Regions from separate parts of the Mus musculus genome. Here region 1 is linked to region 2. The links are chromatin contacts, called in public HiChIP or PLAC-seq maps. All regions are on one chromosome and are shown on one strand. The core of a region is the stretch at or near the end of the contact, and the rest is flanking DNA. Distances in the headings are between cores, read along the strand shown. Region 1 overlaps Samd4 (sterile alpha motif domain containing 4). Region 2 holds the start of Cgrrf1 (cell growth regulator with ring finger domain 1).

What was found. HiChIP or PLAC-seq counts read pairs in DNA pulled down with a chosen protein or histone mark.
Region 1: a FOXA1 HiChIP or PLAC-seq map of pancreatic cancer cells shows a contact between it and region 2. The contact joins the enhancer-like site here to the promoter of Cgrrf1 in region 2. A contact is called at or near these places in 5 of 39 promoter capture datasets (the C10 cell line, embryonic stem cells and liver), 4 of 115 datasets of contacts at active chromatin or transcription factors (craniofacial prominence, embryonic stem cells and pancreatic cancer cells) and 1 of 9 other capture datasets (embryonic stem cells).

What each region holds. Positions count from the first base shown.
Region 1 is chr14:47,020,044-47,025,029 of GRCm38.p6, reverse strand. All of the region lies in intron 3 of Samd4 (sterile alpha motif domain containing 4), which reads right to left. Among named protein-coding and RNA genes, the nearest start is that of Gm52121, 14 kb to the right of the region's middle. Within about 2 kb of position 1,284, at least 34 of the 459 cell types and tissues checked have an H3K27ac peak or open chromatin away from gene starts, as enhancers often do. A contact at or near this core is called in pancreatic cancer cells, where this site is marked.
Region 2 is chr14:46,830,398-46,835,821 of GRCm38.p6, reverse strand. It overlaps Cgrrf1 (cell growth regulator with ring finger domain 1), which reads right to left and starts at 3,688. Exons shown (of 6, transcript NM_026832.4): 1 at 3,443-3,688. The coding sequence starts at 3,546.

The DNA.
Region 1 (4,986 bases), core at 35-2,534, 190 kb before region 2:
GTGCTGTTCATGAACTTATTTAACCCCTTTATGCCTTTTCTATCACATGAGCAGAGCCAGCATGTGCACATCCTAGAGGATCAAATGAATGAACATTTGTGTAAAGTGTTTTAAGTAGTAAATGCTATGCTGTTGAGTGTTAGCAACTTGTGTGTGTGTGTCTGTGTGTGTTGACTGCCAATGTATTATTCCAATGTATCCTATCAACCAGAAAAAACATGAATTATGATTAGTCAAACAAATCATAACAATTAAAACCAGATTGGGAATCTGCGGAAGGGAGGAGGTGACCAAATGGGGCTGGTGGGACATTTTAGTGTGTAAACTTCCTGTGTTCCTGACTCATGCTGGGCCAGCAAGACCAGCAAGCTTCCAAATCTAAAGTAAAGAATGTCAAAAGGAGTGGTGTCACATGCCTTCTATCCAAGCACTAGGAAGGCAGACACAGGCAGATCTCTGTGATTCCTGGGTTAGCCTGGTCTACACAGTGAATTCCAGGCTAGTCAGAGTTACACAGGGAGACCCTGTCTCAAAACAAACAAGCATCAAATACCATAAAGCCCCATGAGGCTAGTACTAGGTAGGCCTGGTGACCCATGCCTCTAATCCCAGGGTTCAGGCAAGCACATCACAAGTTCAAATGCAGCCTAGACAACTTAGGAGACTCTGCCTCAAAACTAAAGTAAAGAAAGAGCAAGACATGAAGTTAAGTGCTGGCATGAGGCCCGAGGTTCAGTCACTAGCCTTTCCCTCCTGAAGACAGGAATCAAGTACTACTGTAATGTGAACTGGAACAATTCCATGCCGCTTGTTGTTTCATCGCTGTTTTTTGATTGTTGGTTTGGTTTGATTTTGCCAGTCCAAGTTTAAGTCAACCAGCAAAGAGTAGAAAGGATCAGACACTCTGGGGCAGGTGAGGTAACGTCAAGCTGTACCTAAGCCAGGGGATGGTCATCCTGTCTTACAGCAGACCACAGGTAGGAAGCGAACAGGAATACTGAGCCAGGCTCTGGGCTCCTTAGACTGTTTCCCTTGGTGGATGAAACAAAGTTGACTAAATCTTGTGCCAGATTGTGACAGCTAACATCTGGTACATTTTTGGTCTCACAGTAAAATGACCTGCACATTCTGTTTTGTTTTCAGAGACAGGGTTTCTCTGTGTAGCCTTGACTGTCCTGGATCTCACTCTGTAGAGCAGGTCGGCTTGCTCATAGTTCATAGCTCTGCCTGCCTCTGCCTCCCAAGTGCTCGAATTAAAGGCGTGCTTCATCACTGCCCACCTGGCTAACATTCTTACTTAGTCATCAAGCTGAACGGCCTGACGGAAGGGGACTGCTGTTTATCTTAGGCTCTGACACATCGCTTTCTTAGGGAAGGAAAATCCCCAGCTCAGATCCCTGAGATCTCAGTGCTCCAGCATCCGCCCATGGATAGGAGGAAGTAGGCGCAATAGGGCTTAGTTTGGGAACCAGTGTTTTTGGCCGTATCCTATTATTTTCCTTCAAAACCTTGGAGTGGCTCTTCCGGCCGTTTTTGTCTCTGCAATAGACAACATTTTTCCTTGTCTCCATGTTACAACCTCTTCTATAAATCATCAACGGGCCTAAGTCAAGCTTGAGTCTAGCTCATCATCCTGTCTCTTTGCAATCACTGGCTCAACCCTCAATATCCATCATGTGCTAAGAGCTCTTGGCTTATCCCTGTTATCCTTCCTTTATCAATATGATGATGACTAACTCTTGGTCCTATCAATACACTTTCAATACACTTTACTCAGCTCATTATTCTTTTCTTTCTGAAGTGTTTTATCCCTTTCCCTTGCAAGGCACTCTTCTTCTCTAACTGGGTAGCTTCCTGTTGGATCCTCTTGTTCCTTTGCAGCCCCCCCCCCTTTTTAAATTTATTTGTTTATTATGTATACAGTATTCTGCCTACATGTATGCCTACATGCCAGAAGAGGGCATCAGATTACAGTATAGATGGCTGTGAGCCACTATGTGGTTGCTAGGAATTGAACTCAAGACCTCTAGAAGAACAGCCAGTGCTCTTAACCTCTGAGCCATCTCTCCAGCCCCTCCTTTGCCGTTGTCCCTGTGGCCTCCAGGTTGAAGAACCCAGGCTGTGTGCCTCCCTGATTGTCTCCAACTTGTAATATCACTTAATCTCATTGCTTGAAACACTACCCATTCACAAAGCGTCAGGTTCACCCTCTTTCCCAAAGAACATATCCATATATCCTGCCTCCTCCTCAGCATCTCTTAATCTCCATCTCCCTGCCCAGACTCACCAGCTCTGATACTAAGCTCAGCCTCTTACCCTAAAGCTCCTCTGCTTGCCCAACTCAGACTTACTCATCTCAACTGAAAGTAACCCCATCCTTCCAGGAGTGGCTCAGGCAAACCTCACGGGAGCAACATTTATGTCCTCTCTCTCATTCTCTTTACTAGTTGCAACATGAATGAGAAAGAAATAATGAGGAAGGAATTTACTTCTGAATTAGATGATTTGGTTGGTGTATCTGTTGGTTTCACCCCACTACCGTGACTATTGCTGGTTCAAACCATCATGGTCTCTTGCCTGTGCGATGATGATATCAGCCTCCAAAATGGTCTCTCTGAATCCGTCCTTGTCCTGATACAGTCTGTCTACAGATATAGCAGCCAATGAATCCCTTTAGCCTGTGAGGCGGGTCACACCACTCATCTGCCAAAAATTCCCAGTGGTTTCCTGGTTTGACAAAGTCAAAGTCTTTGTCATAGTAGGCTGTGCCCTCTGCCCAATTCTCCCAGCACTGCCTGCCTCACTCTCCCTTAGGCAACAGCCTTCTTGCTTTGCAATGAATATATTGGGTATGAAGTCTAGGGATCTCTGCCCTAGCCTTTTGGTCTGGACTACTCCTTGGATGTTTCACCACTTCCTTACCAGCATCAAAATCTCAATGAGGCCTGCTCTGACCAACTAACTTCATACCCAAATCACCTTAACACCTGGGCCCACTTCTACATACTTGACTCTCCATATGACTTACCAAGTTCTAATGAACCATATGATTTATTTTCATACTCTAATTGACATATGCTAGACTGCTCCGTAAGCAATGGTGAGTTGGCCTTCTCCAATAGTGTCCAAGATTCCTGGAGCAACCTAGGTCCTACAGAAGTTTCAATAGAATCTTTCTACATGAATGACCAAATGAGCCTATCAATAACCTCTATCCACACCCAACACTGAATCCTAATCTAATGATTTCTCCTAGGATCAAAGATTTTCTTTAAAACAATTTTTTTTGTGTGTATGCTGAACACACTTCCCAGCATGCCTTTCTCTCTCTGCTTCGCTCACTACCCTCCCCCTGGAAAGATTTCTCTCTACTTTGAAGTTTTTTATATACAACTATATGTATGAATGACTAAGGAAAGTTTCCTTGTGTGTGTGTGTGTGTGTGTGTGTGTGTATGGCCCACATTTTCCTCATCCATTATTCTGTTGCGGGACACAAACGTTTATTCTATAACTTAGCTTCTGTAAATAGTGCCTTGACATTCCAGAGAGGTTTAGCTGTGTTATATGGAATATCACTTGATAGGTTTGTTTAACTGAAAACTTTTAAATTGTGTGTCTATGTGTAGATATGTGCATCTGAATGTGAGTGTTCACAGAGACCAGAAGAGGACATTGGATTTCCCCTTATCTGGGAGTTACTGGCAGTTGCGAGCAGCCCAGTGCGGATGCTGGGACCTGGACTGGTCATCTGCAAGGGCAACAAGTTCGTGAGTGCTGAGGCTTCTGTCCAGCCCCCGTCGGTCATCAGCTTCCTGAGAAGCCTCTGCATTGGCTTCCGTGGTGGCTGTGTCAGGTTACTTTGTTATCAGCTGTGCGTGACCTCCCAGACCTTCCCTGGTACCTCTACCCTGCTGTCATCCCAAGGATGCTTGTATGATTTAACAGCACAGGCTCTGACGCTGACCACACCCACTGTTTGCTGCCTGTCTGTCTGCCTGCAGATGACCAATCCCTGCATGACTCTGCTCACGCCCTGTTCAGGGCCTTTATGCTCACAGATACTTCCTTCAGTCTTCGTTCACGGCTCCCCTTCATTCCTGTCTGTCCCTTCCTGAGCGCTCCTTTTCCTCCACACTCTGTCAGCCTGCCTGCACACCCACGACTCCATCCTTTTGTTCAGAATGGGCATTCTTCCCTGAGCCCTCCTCCAGCTTTCTTTCCCTCTACCCATTCCCTCTGCTAAAGTTTGACCCCGTCCACGCCCCCAGATCACAAGAATCTTTCCATTCCAAACATTCATAACCCGTGCAGTGGACAGCCTACTGCAGTCTGGATGTGCTTCCCAAAGTTCATGAATGAGAGACCCGGTCCCAAGGCATCGGGGTTGAGAAGTGAGCCCCCAAGGAACTGAGAAGGTCACGGGGCTTGGCCATTATGAATGAATTAACGTTTTGTTACAAAAGTGAGATCATTCTTCCTTCGCACACACTCACAATTATCCTTCCTGCTATCAGAAGCTATCTGCCACGCTACAATGCAGTAGAAGACACTCCTCAGGGGTGGCTCCTCTTTCTTAGTCATCCCATCTCCTAGAACCACAAGCTAAACAAACTTCTCTGGTGTGTAAATTACCGAGTCCATGGTACTCGGTTATAGCTACACAAGACAGACTAAGAGAGCCTCCCATCCAAGTAACCCAGAACCTACAGGCATTGCAGCAGCATCGATTATTTTAACTGATTATTTTAGACTTTGCTTTTATACAATTCAGAAATGTGGCATTCTTTGGAAAACAAGTCATATAGGAAGACGTGTTTGATTTTTTTTTTTAAATTATGACACTGATTGACACGGCTTCTCTCTTCCTGTAAGCAGGAGCAATGCCTTCTGCTAATGTTTCCCATGGATTCCAACAGTCTCAGGACAAGACAGACAGACAGACAGACAGAAAGTGTCTGCAGGGTGGCTGGAGGCGTAGGAACCT
Region 2 (5,424 bases), core at 2,439-4,938:
AAGCCAAAGAAAGAGATACCTGAACTGTCTCAACCTCACTGAATCAAGTTTCCATCAATCAAACATATGCTGAGACTTTGGCTCCAGAAATACTTGAGCACACATCCTCACTGATGTTATCTGTTCTTGTAACATTCTATGCTTCTCTTAACACCCTGACTATCCTGTCTCCATCTCCTATGGAATACACGGTTCCTATAAACCAGTGGTTCTTAACCTTCCTAATGCTTCAATCCTTTAGTGTAACCCTTTAACCCAACCTTGAAGTTGACTATGGAACCCAGAACAAAGTGGTTTGGAGCTCTCCATAACTCTGTGATTCTCTGAGAGTTGGTTTGAGAGTTTCACGTTTGTTTTCGTCCTGTAAATAACCCAAGCAACCCAAAACAGGTGTCATAGCACTGGTGTGCACTCAGTTCTCAGAATCGCTGTGACTGCCATCAACAGCCACGCGCTGTACAGACTTGCTCCCCCAGGCACCTAATTCAGAAACCACTCCATCACAATCAACCGAATGCATCTTTATTTAAATTAATTACAATGCCATTACATGCAATGGATTCCTAGGATCTCATTTCTCATTAATAAAGGGCTGAAGAATATCCCAGTAACAACTGGGTGTCCAAGCTGTAATTAACCCAACTGACAAGCTCCAACTTTGATGGGATTTTGCCCAAGAACACTCAGTCATAGTCCACTCAGAAGATCAGAACCCCATCAACTATGTGAATAGAAAGAAATAGACTAACTAAAAGTTATTAACTAGCACTGAAGATGTGACTCAGTGGTAGAGTGCTTGCCTAGAGTGGGAGACTCTGCCACAAGCTATCATCCCTAAGACAAAGTAACAGAACAAAGAAAAATGTGGAGTTGGGACACTATGCAGCTGCGACTCCAATATAATGAAATGAGGCTGATCTAGGAGACTTGAAAATTATAAACTGGGACCAGAGTTGCTGCCAGGGTGAAGCACTATTGCTACAGGAAGACATACAAGAAAAGCAAGTAAACAGAAGCAGTGTGCCCCGAGGCCTGTGTAAACTTCAGTCTGTATCCTTTCTTAGTGAAGCATTATGGTAGACATCTAACAAAGGAGAAATACGGTTTTCTGTCCCAGACTCACTAACAGAGTATACAGGGGGGTGCAGTAAGGCTGACGGACAATCCCTCACTGAACTGTGATGCCAGGGTGACAGGGAATCGCTGCCAAGTTGATATTCTGGATTATTTGAGTAAGGTATTTGAGAGTATTCGACAGACGGGTGCTGCTGGGACTCACAGAAGCCACTATGGAGGCTAGAAGACAGTTATGTCCTGTTGTGTGATTTCTTTTTCCTTTTCTTGGCTATTGTTACTGGGGTCTAATAGCCAGCTGTTCCTGCTCTTTCAGCAATGCTCACCAACACAGGTAGATGCAGCACAGTGGAGAGAAGCAAGAAACAAGGACCCAGCGCGTGACGTGAGAACAGATAACCAATAGAGATTACATTGCAGATATGACCGATACACAATGACAAGGACGAAAAGTGTAGCAAGTTGACTAGCTCACTCCTGTTGCCTTGGTTGGGATATTAGAAAGATGTCTGTAAGATTAACATGGTGACCAAGTTATCATCATTTCTAGCAGGTGAATCCGGCCTTGGTTTAGTTTGCAAATAACAATATAAAAAGCTTATCTACGTAGGTGAAGCTAAGCCGGGTGGGAAGAATGGTTGGTTAGGTTCACCATGACTTGTTAGGTTCAAATAAGGACAGAGGTGACTGGTGCTTACTGACGAGGTCTTGCAGCCTCATCAGTGCTCAGCCCAGACTTCAAGAAATAACACAATAGAAACTTGCAACACTTGTAAACCTCCTACTGACACAGGTAGTAAACAATCATTATAGATTCAAATCAAGCCTTAAACGTGGCGTGAACCTGTGTTTGTCTGACTCCAAAGTCTGTCTCCCTGTCTCTCCTTGTCTCTGTCTCTCTCTGTCTTCCCCCCCCCCCACACACACACACCCGTCTTCCTTTTACCCTTAGATGCCACATTACGTGCAATATGAATTTTATCCACTTCCCCCAGTGGCCTATTTAACAAGGCATATAGTGCAATTATCAACTAGATAATTTCCTTAGAGAGGAAAGTTAGGTTGAAGAGAGTAATACCAGTGTTGTAGTTCTTTAAAAACTGTGTATTAAGACTACTTTTTTTTTAAAGTGGTAAACACTAATTCTAATTACAAACTTCCTTGACGTAAATGACAGCAATTAAAACCTGAAAGGTTAATAGTAAATAACACGGAGTGATCCACGTATGGTGGCACACCCCTATATTCCCAGCACTTGGGATGCTGAAACAGGACTGCAATCATACTATGCTACAGGGAAACCACCTGTCTTAAAGAGAAAACAACTTAAGACTGGACTTCATCTTATCTTGTCCACAACATGGGAGTTTTACGCTGTAACTCGGGGTCAAGTGGAAATATTAACATGTTCTTTTTTTCCAAAAGGAGATCCTATTATCAGAAACGGACCGGGACCTGTTAAAGTCTTTAAAGTAACGATGAATATGTAATCAAGTGGTATTTTTGAGCTTGATTTACAAAGCCCGCTTCAGTCTCAAACCTGTTTGCTTTGTTCTTCTTGCAAATGCATTCCCGTTCTCACATAGTTTTCAGAGAACTCGTTCCCCAACTGTAACAGCTCATGTCCTTTTCTGTACGGTCCACTTCCAGCCATGGTTCTTGCTCATTTAGAGCCACTGTTCAATACATTTGGGTTCACCATCTTTTCAAGGGGCTATGAAAGCTGCAGTCTAGAGAGCAACCGCTGTAGGCTAGTCCCGTGGTTTCAACCAGCTGTGTTTTATAAGCCTAAACATGATAAAACTGCATCTCCTCAAGAGGGATACCGGAGACTCAACACTGAAAGAATTGTTCCTGGGTTATGTAACTCTCCTAGAAGCAAAATGCCTCCACCCCACAGAATAACTTATTCCTAAAATCTCGCTCCTTTCTAAAAACGTCTTATTAACTAAAGATCACTTCCAAAAAAATAGACTGCATCAAGAAGCCATTCAATTAGCAATCGGTAGATACAGAATTCGGGTAAAAGTTCCTCTGAAAGATCTGGGACCAAGCAAGGGTCAGTTCGGGTCATAAACAGCCAAGCTCCTTTGGGTCAGGTCTGCGCGCCTGCGGGGCCGGTGACCGGTCCCCGCTAGGCACAAAGTAGGCCGGGGCCCGGGACAAAGCCTTCGGGACACGCACTCTGACCCCCGCACCAGGACCAAGTTCTCCCCTGCGGTCCCATCCCACGGGGGCAGCAGCCTGGCCTGGGCCGAGTGTGTTCGGTGGCGGTGACCGCTCTCCCGGAGTCACCCGAACCCTCTGCGCGGACCCCACACCGGGCCGGCGGTCCCCGCGCCCTCCACTCCCAGCCCTGGACACTCACCATCCTAATACCAGGCCGGTGGTGACGATGAAGCAGGTGAAGACCACCGCTATGTAGAAGAGCGGCGAGTATTCATAGAGCGTTACCAGGAACACTGCGGCCATCGGGGTCTCCTGGGCTCAGCCCAGCCCAGCCCGGCTGGCCCGGACCCGAGCCGGTATGGCGCCCCGGAGCGGACAAACTTTGTAGGTCCTCACTCGCCCAGGCTTCTGGGCAGCTGACAGCCGCGGCCACTGGAGACGGAATGCCAATCACAAGGTTGATAGCAGGTATGCCACGCCCCTCCCTCGTCTGGTCCCGACTACTGGCTACGTAACAGGGAGGGACCAGCTCCGCCCTGCCCTGCGCCCAGGATTGGTGGCCTGAGAGAATTCCGCCAGCCGGGCTCTGTTCTCAAATTCCTAACTGACATCTGGGGCCAAAATTTAAGTTAATGCAGATCCTCAGATACACGAGGTATCCTGGAAACCCTGCAAACCCTAGACAAATTTGGGAATGGGACAAGGGCCGGCATCGGCGCGACGGAATGGTCTACGAAAGGAATGGTCTCGATTTGCGGATTGTCGCGGAAAACCCGAAAAGAGGTCACTACCGCGAGCGATTTTTTGTAACCTTATCAACCTTTGCAAAGTAAGTTTATTCAAAGGAAAATCGGCATACGTACTCCCTCGGCCCTCTTTTTTCTTCTCCAATTAGAATTAGCCAGATCTTTGAAGGTTTTAGTAACTAATTTTTGTTTGTTTATTAGGAGATCTTAGTACAGGAAGTAGCTTAATGTCTGCTTCCTTTCCTCACTCTTGTCATCAGTGCCTCAAAGAAGCCTCCCGGAAGTTTCTCCTAAAACCACTTTTATATTTCTTTTACTTAAGCCCTAATGTGATCCCTAGTTACAGCATAAACAGGAGAAACACCTCCCATCACAAATCCGATCCTGTTACTGAGGAAGAAGGGGAGAGTGGACATTAGGACGCTTAAGGAAAGGTTTCATGCCATGCTCTCAAGTCACCAGGAAATGTGTGCTTCAAAAAGAAGAGTTAGCTTCGTCCAGTGACCTTGACCAAATAGCCTTGTGTTTTCTGGAGTACTGCTATTTAAGCTTGTTTCTATGTAAATTTTCTCATTAGTAGATATTGAATTGTAAAAGTATGTTTATTTAAGCTATGCTTGGTTGTTGGAATGTTTTTTACTACCACATCAAGCACTGCAGTGAGTATCCATAAAGCTAATTTACTTACTTAGGCTAAATCATGGAGGTAGGACTTTATGTATATTTAATTTTTTTTAGAGACTAGAGTCTAGAAATACTGTGTTAGATGCAATCACACCATTGCAGGTAGCCAATCTGAAGGCAATTTTATTACAGTAAAACGAAAAGGGATGTTTATCGTGAAACAAAAACATAAGTTGCAGGTAAAGTAACATTAAATACATAGGAATGACTTTGTCCCCACTCAACCCCCACTGAACCTACAGTAAAGAGATGTAAGATGTAAGCCAACAAGATGGCTAAAGGCACTTGCTACCAGGCCTGACAACCTAACTGGAACCTTCTGGAACCACGTGGTAAAAGGAGAATACAGTTGTCTTCAGACCTCTGCAAGCATGGGCCATAGTAAATATAATGTAATGAAAGAAAAGTAAACATTTCCCAAAGTGTAAAGAAGAGAGGAAGCAAGAAAAGAAAAAAAATAAATAAAGTAATGCTTTGGAAGATACAAATCAGAAAAGAACAATTCACCAATCCAGACACGAGAGCCAGCTCCAAATCAGAAATAAAGGAACGGGAAGCCAGCCTAGCTTATCCTGAGGAACTCTCTAAACAAACAGGAGCGGAGATTTAGCTCAAGTCTTTACCATTTCCTGCTTGGATTTACTACAGCCACTGAAATATGTGTCTAACACAGGACCTGTCCTGTGTACTCTGCACACACAGTGTCCCTTACTGCAGGACCTCTCCTGTGTACTCTGCACACAGTGTCCCT